Linked DNA regions of Sus scrofa: region 2 is linked to region 1. Evidence: chromatin contacts called from public Hi-C data. All regions are on one chromosome and are shown on one strand. Each heading gives the region's core, a stretch centred on a gene start, on an enhancer-like site or on the middle of the called end of the contact. The rest is flanking DNA. Distances are from core to core; before and after follow the strand shown.

What was found. Hi-C and Micro-C count contacts between places; a contact is called where the count stands out from the background.
Region 2: a contact with region 1 is called in a Hi-C map of liver, with 2.5 times the contacts expected there. The contact joins two enhancer-like sites. A contact is called at or near these places in 3 of 47 Hi-C or Micro-C datasets (epiblast stem cells, liver and mesenchymal stem cells).

The regions. Positions count from the first base shown.
Region 1 is chr1:114,439,587-114,444,886 of Sscrofa11.1, reverse strand. It overlaps CGNL1 (cingulin-like protein 1), which reads left to right. Exons shown (of 19, transcript XM_021094667.1): 13 at 19-180; 14 at 3,325-3,414. Among named protein-coding and RNA genes, the nearest start is that of MYZAP, 56 kb to the right of the region's middle. Within about 2 kb of position 3,661, at least 6 of the 83 cell types and tissues checked have an H3K27ac peak or open chromatin away from gene starts, as enhancers often do. A contact at or near this core is called in liver, where this site is marked.
Region 2 is chr1:114,532,906-114,538,749 of Sscrofa11.1, reverse strand. It overlaps CGNL1 (cingulin-like protein 1), which reads left to right. Exons shown (of 19, transcript XM_021094667.1): 2 at 4,030-5,622. The coding sequence starts at 4,045. Among named protein-coding and RNA genes, the nearest start is that of CGNL1, 93 kb to the left of the region's middle. Within about 2 kb of position 4,394, at least 5 of the 83 cell types and tissues checked have an H3K27ac peak or open chromatin away from gene starts, as enhancers often do. A contact at or near this core is called in liver, where this site is marked.

The DNA.
Region 1 (5,300 bases), core at 2,412-4,911:
AGTTCCTCCTCATTCTAGATGCGCCTGCTGGAGGAAGAGTTACGGGACTACCAGAGAGCTCAGGAGGAGGCACTCACGAAAAGGCAGCTTTTGGAGCAGACCCTGAAGGACCTGGAGTATGAGCTGGAGGCCAAGAGTCACCTCAAGGATGACCGAGGCAGACTCGTCAAGCAGATGGAGGTCTCTGAGCAGCACGGGCGTGAGCTGGGGCCTGGGGAGAGTGGGCTTGTGGCACAAGGGAAGTAGCCTTTCTGTGCACACCTCAGCCTTTATTTATTTATTTATTTTTTAATTAATTTCATGGCCGCACCTGTGGCATATGGAAGTTCCTGGTCTAGGGGTCACATTGGAGCTGCAGCTGCCAATGCTATGGCAGAGCCATAGCAATACCATATCTAAGCCACATCTTCGACCTACACTGCAGCTTGTGACTGACTGAGGCTTAACCCACTGACCGAGGCCAGGGATGGAACCCACATCTTCGCAGACACTATCTCAGGATCCTAACCTACTGAGCCACAACGGGAACTCCAGGAAGTCTTTGGCTTTTATTCCCTTGAACAGCCAGACATTAGTAAAGTCTTTTTTTTTTTTTTTTTTTTTTTTTTTTTTTGCTTTTTAGGACCACACCCACGGCATATGAGATTCCTAGGCTAGGGGTCTAATCAGACCTTCAGCTGCCGGCCTATGCCACAGCAACATCAGATCTGAGCCCCTTCTGCAACCTACACTGGAGCTCACAGCAATGCTGGACCCTTAACCCATTGAGCCAAGCCAGGTATCAAACCCGAGTCCTCATGGATGCTAGTCAGATTCGTTTCTGCTGAGCCACTACGGGAACTCCTTTTTTTTTTTTTTTGGCGAGTTTATTTTTTTATTTTTATCTTTTGATAAAAAGAAATAAATTTATTAAGATAGGACACTTGTGAGAGATGCAAGCAGGCAGGCAAGGAGGCTCTCCCAGTGGAGTTAATAGAGAGGAAAAGAGAGACTTAAAAATTAGCCTCGGGTCTTTGGGAGATGTTAACTTTGTCAAGGTTTCGATAAAAGTCAGAGAGTGCTCAAGGCCAGGGGGAGATAGCTGGAATTTAAACTCAGTGGAATTCCCAATTCAACTTGACAAATAAATAGAAATAACTTTTAAAACCTCTAGGGGACTTAGTATCAGTTTATATCTAGGAAGTGATATTTCAGCCCTTAAAGATTTTATTAGATGGGCCCTTTTTAGAGGCTAGAATTACCTGGTTACAGTTTTATCTTTTTTTTTTTTTTTTTTTTTTTTTTGGCAAGATTGCTGTATATTTTGCTAATGTCCTGTTTCTGATCTCATTGGGGGGGTCGTTTTAAGGCAAGCTAAGGTTAACCCAGGTAACTAGAAAATGGTTATTCTAGGACCCAAAAAACTGGTTAAAATCAAGCTAAAGCCTCGTCAGTCAGTGACATGAGAACCATTGGTGAAGTGACCCTTGGCCTGACCCCGTGAATGCTCCTGTTGGGTTCTGCACAGTCCAGACTGTAGGCAAGAAGAGAGCCCTGTGCAGAGGTGCTCATAGTCAAACACTGGGCTGTCAGTTCATCTTCCAGAATATTCTGAACTAAAAAGAACATCTCCTTTTGCCAGCTCATGGTCTAGTAGCAGCGGTGTAGCTAAGCTTCACCTGCCCCTGTGCTATATTTTAGCTATTTCTCCATTAAAAAGGAACAAAATGAACAAAAAGGAACAGCTCTCCAGACCCTACCACTGTGTGTGTGTGTGTGTGTTTGTGTGTGGCCGGGGGGGGGGGACTTCTTCCCCTAAGAGGCAGCTGGAAGGACTGTCTTGTGGTGACTAATACCTTGCTTGGTCCTTCAGTAGCACTTAACAAATTAATTGTCAGACTCAAGAGCTCTCTCAGTAATGAGGATTGTCTGTAAACTGAGAGACTCAGTGGCTGTTTTAGGTAAATGGAGCACTTGTGGATCCTTGGCAATGCCGAGTGACACTGGCCTTGGAGAAGTCAGGAAGCACTGAACAAATAGGAGGTTTGGTGCCGGACCTGGCTTCCTCTTCTGAGTTGGTCTTTGTGACTTTTGGCTCCTGGGAGAGAGCTTTCTGGATAGATTTCATTAATAGGGAGGGCACTTAGAGACACTAAGTCATTTGCGTGTTCTGTGAGTTTTATTTTTGGTGCATATGTAGGCTAGACAGCCAACTTTGACAATTGCAGAGACAATATTTATTTATGTACAGATGCTGCAGGCTCACATAAAAACTCACAACGCTCATTGCTTTTTAGTGTGCCTGGCTCGTGGTTGTGACTAAATCCAGGCATAGGGCACATGGTTGGTGACAGGAGAAACACATGTGCAAACCCCGTAACCCTCCAGTGGGGTGGTTTGTGAAGTAGCTTTCTCTTAACACCCAGTGATGTTAAATGAGGAGCCTGCAAGGAAGCTAGAGATGATGCTTCTTCTGTGATGGCTGGTTTAGAGGAATGGGCCAGCCCTGTCTGTATGTTATTCTGATGTGGATTTGGGGCTGCATGGTGCTGAGTATACGAGATTTCCTAGAAGAAAAAGGCAGATGCAAAAGGCTGTTATACACTCTGTGCTTTTGAGGGTCTTGGAAACCCTGAGCAGGAAAGACACTTCCGAGGTTAGAGTATTTCAAGAAATGTGCTGGGCTGTGTCTTGGTTTCCACACTGTCTTTTAACTTACATACCTCCTAGGCTTCGGTAGATCTTTGTAAAATTACTGATTCATAAGGGGAGGATAAAGTCTGAAGGAAAGATGTTAAAATAGCCTCAGTGCTTCTATCAGCATTTGGGGTAATATTTTTTTCCTTTATGTATTTTATAGGTGCACAATTATATTTTACACTATAAAAACAATAAGAAGTTGCCATCGTGGCTCAGTGGAAATGACTTCAACTAGTATCCATGAGGATGTGGGTTCAATCCCTGGCCTTGCTCAGTGGATTAAGCCATGAGCTGTGGTGTAGGTGGCAGATGTGGCTTGGATCCTGTGTTGCTGTGGCTGTGGTGTAGACCAGCTGCTATAGCTCTGATTCAACCCCTAGCCTGGGAACTTCCATATATCACAGGTGTAGCCCTAAAAAAAAAAAAAAGAAAAATGGCAATAAAACACAGTTTTACAATGTGTTCAAATTATGTGTGGACTTAATGTGTTGTGGACAGTAAGAGAAAAAGACACTTCCTTTTCCCAAACTCTAATTCACAGTATACAGCTCTCATCTGCCCTGGGGGTTGTCCTCCATGGGGCAGTCCTTCTAAAAACTTGGTCAGTGCAAGTTAAGTTACCGGTGTTTGTGACTTCTTTCTTAGGACAAGATGTCTCAACTTGAGTTAGAGCTGGATGAAGAAAGGAACAACTCAGATTTGCTGTCTGAGAGGATCGCTCGCAGCAGGGAACAGGTACTGTACTGTAATTGAATGGTGAGTGGATCATCCTGCATGAAAAAGAAAATGTGAGAGGTTAAACATGAGGATTCAGCTAGAGGAGGGAGGGAGGGTTCATGGCTTATGGAAATGATGGAGGGTGGGGTGAGCCACTAAGAAAGAGGGGTGATACATAACAAGTGTGTGTAGAGGGGGAGTTTCCAGGTAATGGATAACAGTCTGTTAGTCACGAGGGGCAAAGGGCTTTTAGAGCCGGGGCTTTGAGAATCACAAGTTCAACAAGCAGTTGCGTGGAGTTTGGTAGCTGTGTTAGTCCATGGGGAGTACATGATAAGACTCCGTCTCCTTTAAGAACTTTGCCAGTGAATTAGCAATACATCCACCTATGAGGCATTCACAGTACAATAACCGTACCTTCCAAGGGAATGCTTTTTGCAGTTTTTAAGTGAAAGGAGTTTCACTTATATTTGATCCTTAGAGCAACACTCGGAGGTGGTCAGGGACAGTTCACACTATCCTCATATTGTACATAATGGGAATGATTTCCCAAACTACACTTGGTATAGTCCCAAGGTTTTGGAATTTTGTTTCCATTTTTTAATTAAAAAAAAGGTCAAGAGTTCCTGTCGAGGCTCAGTGGAAACGAATCTGACTAGGAACTGTGAGGTTGCGGGTTCGATCCCTGGCCTTGCTCAGTGGGTTAAGGATCTGGCATTGCCGTGAGCTGTGGTATAGGTCGCAGAGGTGGCTCGGCTGTGGCATAGGCTGGCAGCAACAGCTCTGATTAGACCCCTAGCCTGGGAACCTCCATATGCCGCACATGTGGCCCTGAAAGACAAAAGACAAAAAAAAAAAAAAAAAAAAAAGTTCAGAGTACCTAAGTCATATCCTGGAGATGGGGTATCATATCACTAGATAGCAGTGACATTAGTGACATTAACTGGGTAGCATGTCCCCATTGCAGGCCCAAACCCTTTGGCAGTGACCCCATGTAGCTCCTGAAGATTTCTGGACGCTTTTCTAAATTCTAACACTGAAATGCTAGGAGAAGCTTTTATAAAATTAAGGGTCTGAGTCACCTTTTAACGCCCCCACTCTCTTCCTGTGTCTGAGTTAGTGTGCCTGAAAAGATGGCTTCCACAAATGTCTAGCCTCTTTGCCATTTTCATTCTTTTTTCCTCGTCTTTTTGTTGTTGTTGTTCTCACTGTATTCTCTAGGTTTGGGGCTGTAAAGTCTGGTGCCTGTTAAAAGTGGAGAAATTGACCATCATGTTCAGACAGATACAGGGATTACTAAAACAGCAATGAAATAAAACAAACCCTTGAAATAAAACGAGGTCTCCTGGTGGAGCTCTTGGGGCCTCTCTTTTGGCCAGTGCTGCCTCCAGGTTTGTCAGGAAGGGTAGAGAAACAGGTCAACCAAATACCTATTTTACTTCTCGTTTAAAGTCAAGGTCAGTCTGAGATGGATTTCTTGCTAAAGGCTCCAGGGAAGGGCTCTGGGTGTAGACAGGTGGACCTTGATTCTGAAACTGTGCAATTCACTTAGCTCAACTTCAAGGGATATATATTCCTGCTGCCTTCGTGCCAGAATCAAAGAAATAGGAAACCTTTATACCTGAGATCTCTTTTTCTCCACCCCCTCAAATGCTGCCCTGTAACACCTCCTTTGCAGGAGATGTCTCCTAAAGAATAGGAAAACAGTGCCTGTAATCTCCAGCCAGATGTGTATCATTGGCTCTGGATGCTTGGCTCACTGTACTGAGTGGGGAAGACACGGGGAATGTTGTTTTGGACCATGGTCTCTCTAAATTAAAAAGTGAAAGGGTACAGTGCTTTTCTGTATTTAATCTCTCCATTCTCACAAGCTCCTCTTCTGAATCCTTGCTTCCTCCAAACAG
Region 2 (5,844 bases), core at 3,145-5,644, 93 kb before region 1:
ACCAAGAAAACTGATAGCACCTAAGCCAATAATAGGAAATGAATGTATCTAGGAAGGCCCAAGACAAATCAGACAGACAAATTCAGTAAGAGGAACTGGAGCTGAACTGAATAATTGGTAAGGTCATATTAATAGATCTATTTTGAATGCCATTCCTTAAAATAGAGACTACAAGCAGCACCCAGTTAAACTTTGACAAAAATTATCCATATATCTGCCCACAAAGGAAACCTCAATATATTTAAAAAGAAATAATAGTGACCTCATTTTCTGACTATAACACAATGCAAATAGAAAATAACAACATACAGAAGTAAAGAACCTCCAAACCAAAACAACAGAGCAAGCATACTGCACATGAAAATACTTTCTCAGGGAATTCCCTGGTGGCTCAGTGGGTTAAGGATCTGACAGTAGGTGGTTCGGGGTGCTGCTGTAGCCTGGGTTTGATCCCTGACCCTGTGACTTCTGCATGCTTCAGGTGTGGCCAAAAAAAACTTTCCCCTGAACAATCCTGAGTCAAGAATTCAAAACCACAGATTGAAACTAGAAAATAATAGAAACATTTCTGTGGTGGAGACTGTTGGCTGCCTTCCCAATGTCCATTTTCTTTTCTCTTTTTCCTAATAGAATATTGATTTTGAGGGAGTTCCCATGGTGGTGCAGCCGAAACAAACCTGACTAGTATCCATGAGGATTCGGTTTGATTCCTGGCCTTGCTCGCTGGGTCAAAGATGCAGCATTGCCATGAGCTCTGGTGTGGGTCACAGATAATGGCTTGGATCCAGCGTGGCTGTGGCTGTGGTGTAGCCTGGCTGCAGTAGCTCTGATTCGATCCCTAGCCTTGGAACTTCCATATGCTGCAGGTGGGGCCATAAAGAGCAAAAAAAACCCCAAAAAACAAAAACCAAAAAACCTTGATTTTGAGAGTGTCAGTGACCAGCTAAAACCCCCTTCTTTCCTAACCTTTTCTTTCAGCAAGGATGGCCATAAGTTTAAATTCATACCAGTAGGATGAAAGGGATTGGTGGGTCTGGGTGGGGCTTCCAAGAAAGCACCTTAAAAACGTTGGCCCAATCTGAAAAGGAATGGATGTAGGTATATGTATAACTGATTTACTTTGGTGTATACCTGAAATTAACACATCTTTGTAAGTCAGCTATATTCCAATAAAATTTTAAAAATATATGGAGGGAGTTCCCATTGGCTCAACAGGTTAAGAATCTGAGGATATGGTATGGTATCCATGAGGATACGGATCCAATCCCTGGCCTTGCTCAGTGGGTTGGAGGATTCAGTGTTGCTGTGAGCTGTGGTGTAGGTCACAGACACAGCTTGGATCTGGCGTTGCTATAGCTGTGGCATAGGCTAGCAGCTGCAGCTCCGATTGGACCCCTAGCCTGGGAACTTCCCTATGCCACAGATGTGACCTTAAAAAAGCTAAAAAAAAAAAAACAAAAACAAACAAAACCAAAAAAACTGAAATGTACATTAAAAAAAAAGGTTGACCTATTAGGCCTAATAAACCTGATGTATGTCATGCTGGATCAGCTATCTTGTAATCATAAGGTGTCTAATACATGCTAAAGGTAGTAGAGTAGAAAGATAAAAGAGGTGTTCCTCAAAAATACCCTGGCATCTTTTCTAACTCTGGACTTCCTATCTCTGGGGGAATTTTTTTTTTTTCTTTATAGAGCCATACTGTGTCATAAGAAAGTTCCCGGGCTAGGGGTCAAATTGCAGCTGCTGGCCTACACCACTGCTCACAGCAACGCTGGATTCCCAACCCACTGAGTGAGGCCAGGGATCAAACCCACATCCTTATGGATACTAGTCAGATTCGTTTCCACTGCACCACAACAGGAACTCCCTAGTTGGGTTCTCAACCCAGTGAGCCACGATGGGACCTCCCTGGGGGAAAATTTTTGGGTCCGTTCATTAGTAGGAACCAACAAATTCCCGACACAGTCACATAGCACAATTTATGGACTAAAATTAAAGAATGAAAATAAACAAGTGAAGCATGAATGAAATTTGAAATGTAATAAAGGAAAGCAGAAGGAAATAATGATCAAACTAGAACTCAATAAGAATTTTAAAAATAGAAATGATTGATAAATTGTTGTTACCCTAAAGAACTAGCTCAATTAAAAAAGTATGTAGATGTATGTTTTACCTGCATAATCAAGAAATAGGTGAAGAGACAATAGCCAGGACATGGAAACAACCCAAATGTCCATCAACAGATGATTGGATTCAGAAGATGTGGTATATATACACAATGGAATACTACTCAGCCATAAAAAAGAATGACATAATGCCATTTGCAGCAACATGGATGGAACTAGAGACTCTCATACTGAGTGAAATGAGCCAGAAAGACAAAGACAAATACCATATGATAGCACTTATAACTGGAATCTAATATCCAGCACAAACGAACATCTCCTCAGAAAAGAAAATCATGGACTTGGAAAATAGACTTGTGGCTGCCTGATGGGAGAGGGAGGGAGTGGGAGGGATCGGGAGCTTGGGCTTATCAGACACAACTTAGAATAGATTTACAAGGAGATCCTGCTGAGTAGCATTGAGAACTTTGTCTAGATACTCATGTTGCAACAGAACAAAGGGTGGGGGAAAAAAATGTATATAACTTCATCCCCTTGCTGTACAGTGGGAAAAAAAAATAGGTGAAAAGAGCACAAATAAAACTAGATAATGAGAAATAGATGTAGAGGAGATGAAATGATTTATGCTTTGCAAAACTTTGTGTAAATAAATGTGAAAATATTTTCTTGGAAAATATGCTACCAGATTGATTCCAGAAGAGAAAGAACACTCAAAAAGGCCACTGACAGAGAAATGAGATAGCTGTTTTCTGTGACCAGTTGTGTCTTTGGTTCCTGCATCTCTATGGCTGTTGGAGTTTTTCTAAGTGACAGAAGTACGTTTTTGGTCAGAGTGTGGGTGGTTTGGGTGTCCTGCCTGGTGAGGTGCGTGCAGTTTCTGACAAGGATGACCACACACCAGAAAGGTGAAGGTAGTGATTCTTATCATTAGGCTCTGTCACAAAAAGCCCCAAGTCTTCAGTTTTTCAGTGGCATTTTCCAGATCCTTATGTTACTTGGACTTTTTTGGTTTAAAAAAGATTGAAAATTATTACATTATTTGCTTTTTAGGGCTGCACCTGCGGCATGTGGAGGTTCCCAGGCTAGGGGTCGAATAGGAGCTGTAGCTACCAGCCTACACCAGAGCCACAGCAACATGGGATCCGAGCCGCATCTTTGACCTGCACCATAGCTCACAGCAGCTCTGGATTCTTAACCCATTGAGTGAGGCCAGGGATCAAACCCGCAACCTCATGGTTCCTAGTCAGATTTGTTTCTGCTGCACCACGACAGGAACTCCGAAAATTATTTTTAATCGTTGACTCTCATTGTCACTCTCACAAACAACTGCTGCCTTAAAGTAAAAATTTTACACAGTGTATCCAAATAAATAATGATAAAAATTTCAAAACAGGGTTGCACATAAACAAGCCTGACAGAGTTGTTTTGACAGGAAATTTAACAGTATAGGAAAAAAGAAAAATGGTGAACATCAGAAAGCCTTAGCTCTTCATTAATTCATGGAAAAGTACCTTGTTCTCAAATGCTGGTAACTGGAACATCGTACTGGTTAAAAATAAATAGTATAAAGTGTGAGGAAACCAACTAAGGAAAAAACAAGGCAACCAGCACAGCCCGTCAGCTAGAAACAGAATAATTAAGCTCTGCAAAAGGTGTCAGGTCAGCTGCCAGTTATCTACCCTAAGGCCAGGGTTCAAGCCCAGTGTTGACAAACACCCTGGTCACGTGGACCCATGGGCATCCAGAAAGGCCTGTTTGGACGAGCAATTGGCTCTGAAGTGTCCTTGCTGTTTGAAGTGTTTTGTTTTTCTTGAACTTTGACACTTTCCCTCATAATCCTCATTTAAATAGATGTAATTCTAACTTAATGCCCTCTTTTTACCCCATCTTTCCTTGGTAGTGGGAACAGTGAACCATGGAGCTGTATTTTGGTGAATATCAACATGTGCAGCAGGAATACGGCGTCCATCTGAGACTTGCAAGTGATGAAAGCAAAAAACCAAGGAATTCCCAGCACGCTAAGACAGGCTCCTACGGGGTCAGTATTCGGGTACAGGGGATCGACGGCCACCCCTACATAGTCCTCAATAACACAGAGCGGTGTCTGGCAGGCGCATCTCTTTCCGAAAACGGGCCTTCATTTCCACCTCCAATGATAAACAACCTGCCTCTCCATTCCAACAACGGGTCTGTGCTGGAGGAGAACAGTGCAGAAGAACTGCAGCTCCCAGAAAACCCATACGCCCAACCCAGCCCAGTAAGAAACCTGAAACAATCCTCTCTCTTGGAGGGCAAGAATGGAGTTCTGGAACGCAAAGAGCAGCTAGTGAAGCCCTCTCCGGTGCTAAACTTTCAGAGGCATCCAGAGCTTTTACAGCCCTATGATCCTGAAAAGAATGAGTGGCACTTACAAAATCACCAGCCTCCTGAGAGTAGTTGGCTAAAAGCTTTAACGGAAGAAGGGACCAACAATAAAAAGGCTTGGACTTGCTTGTCCAAACCTAGCCGGCTGCAGCCGACCAGCCCTCCCTTGGAAGACCCAGCCAAATCCAGCGTGACGGCCATTCGACTGTGCAGCTCTGTGGTCATCGATGACCCCAAGAAGCAGACCTCGGTGTGCGTGAATGTGCAGAGCTGCAGCAAGGAGGTAGAGGAGGCCCTTTCCCCTGGCGGGAGGCCTCTACCCACCCACGGCCCGCACACCCACCCGGAAGCCAAGAAAACCAGGCCTGACGTGCTCCCCTTCCGGCGCCAGGACTCGGCAGGACCCGTCCTGGATGGAGCCCGGTCCCGGAGATCGTCCTCCTCATCCACAACTCCCACTTCGGCCAACTCTTTGTACAGATTTTTACTCGACGATCAGGAATGTGCCATCCATGCCGACAATGTGAATCGTCATGAAAACAGAAGGTATATCCCCTTCTTGCCCGGAACTGGGCGGGATATTGATACGGGGTCGATTCCTGGTGTCGATCAGTTGATTGAAAAATTTGACCAAAAATCTGGGCTGCAGAGAAGAGGCAGGTCTGGGAAGCGAAACAGGATCAACCCAGAAGACCGGAAGAGGTCCCGCAGCGTGGATAGTGCCTTTCCTTTCGGTCTCCAAGGGAACTCAGAGTACCTCAGTGAATTCAGCCGGAACCTGGGCAAGTCCACCGAGCACCTGTTGCGCCCTTCGCAAGTGTGTCCTCCCAGGGCGCAGGCGCAGGAGCAGCGGGGGAAGCAGGGTATGGGCCGCGCCTTCGCTCGGCTGCAGGGGGCCCAGCCCGGGCTGTCCCCACAGAACAAAGATGGACAAGTTCCAGAAAACAGAGGTGGTCCGGAAAGTCCGACTGTGCGCACATCCTCCCTCCCAGCACAGAATAAGAAGGAGGAGGAAATCAAAACAGCCACTGCCACGTTGATGTTACAGAGTCGGCCGCTGGCAACTTCCCCTGATTCAGGTACCAAGAGGATTTCGGTGAAGACATTTACTTCTGCCTCAAATACTCAGGTAATACGAGTGGGAGTCTTTTTTATCCTTCTCAGAGATCTACATTCTGGCGGTAGAAATACCTCTTCTCCCTCTTGAATCAGTAATTGCCCCTCCAATATATTTTTTAGAGTTTTCCCCTTTAGATTATGACCCACACTGCCAATGCTTTGGTTTTCTAACTACCATTGGATTCCCACTGCGTTTTTGTTTGTAAAGTAACTTGTCGAACACTGTAAAGAG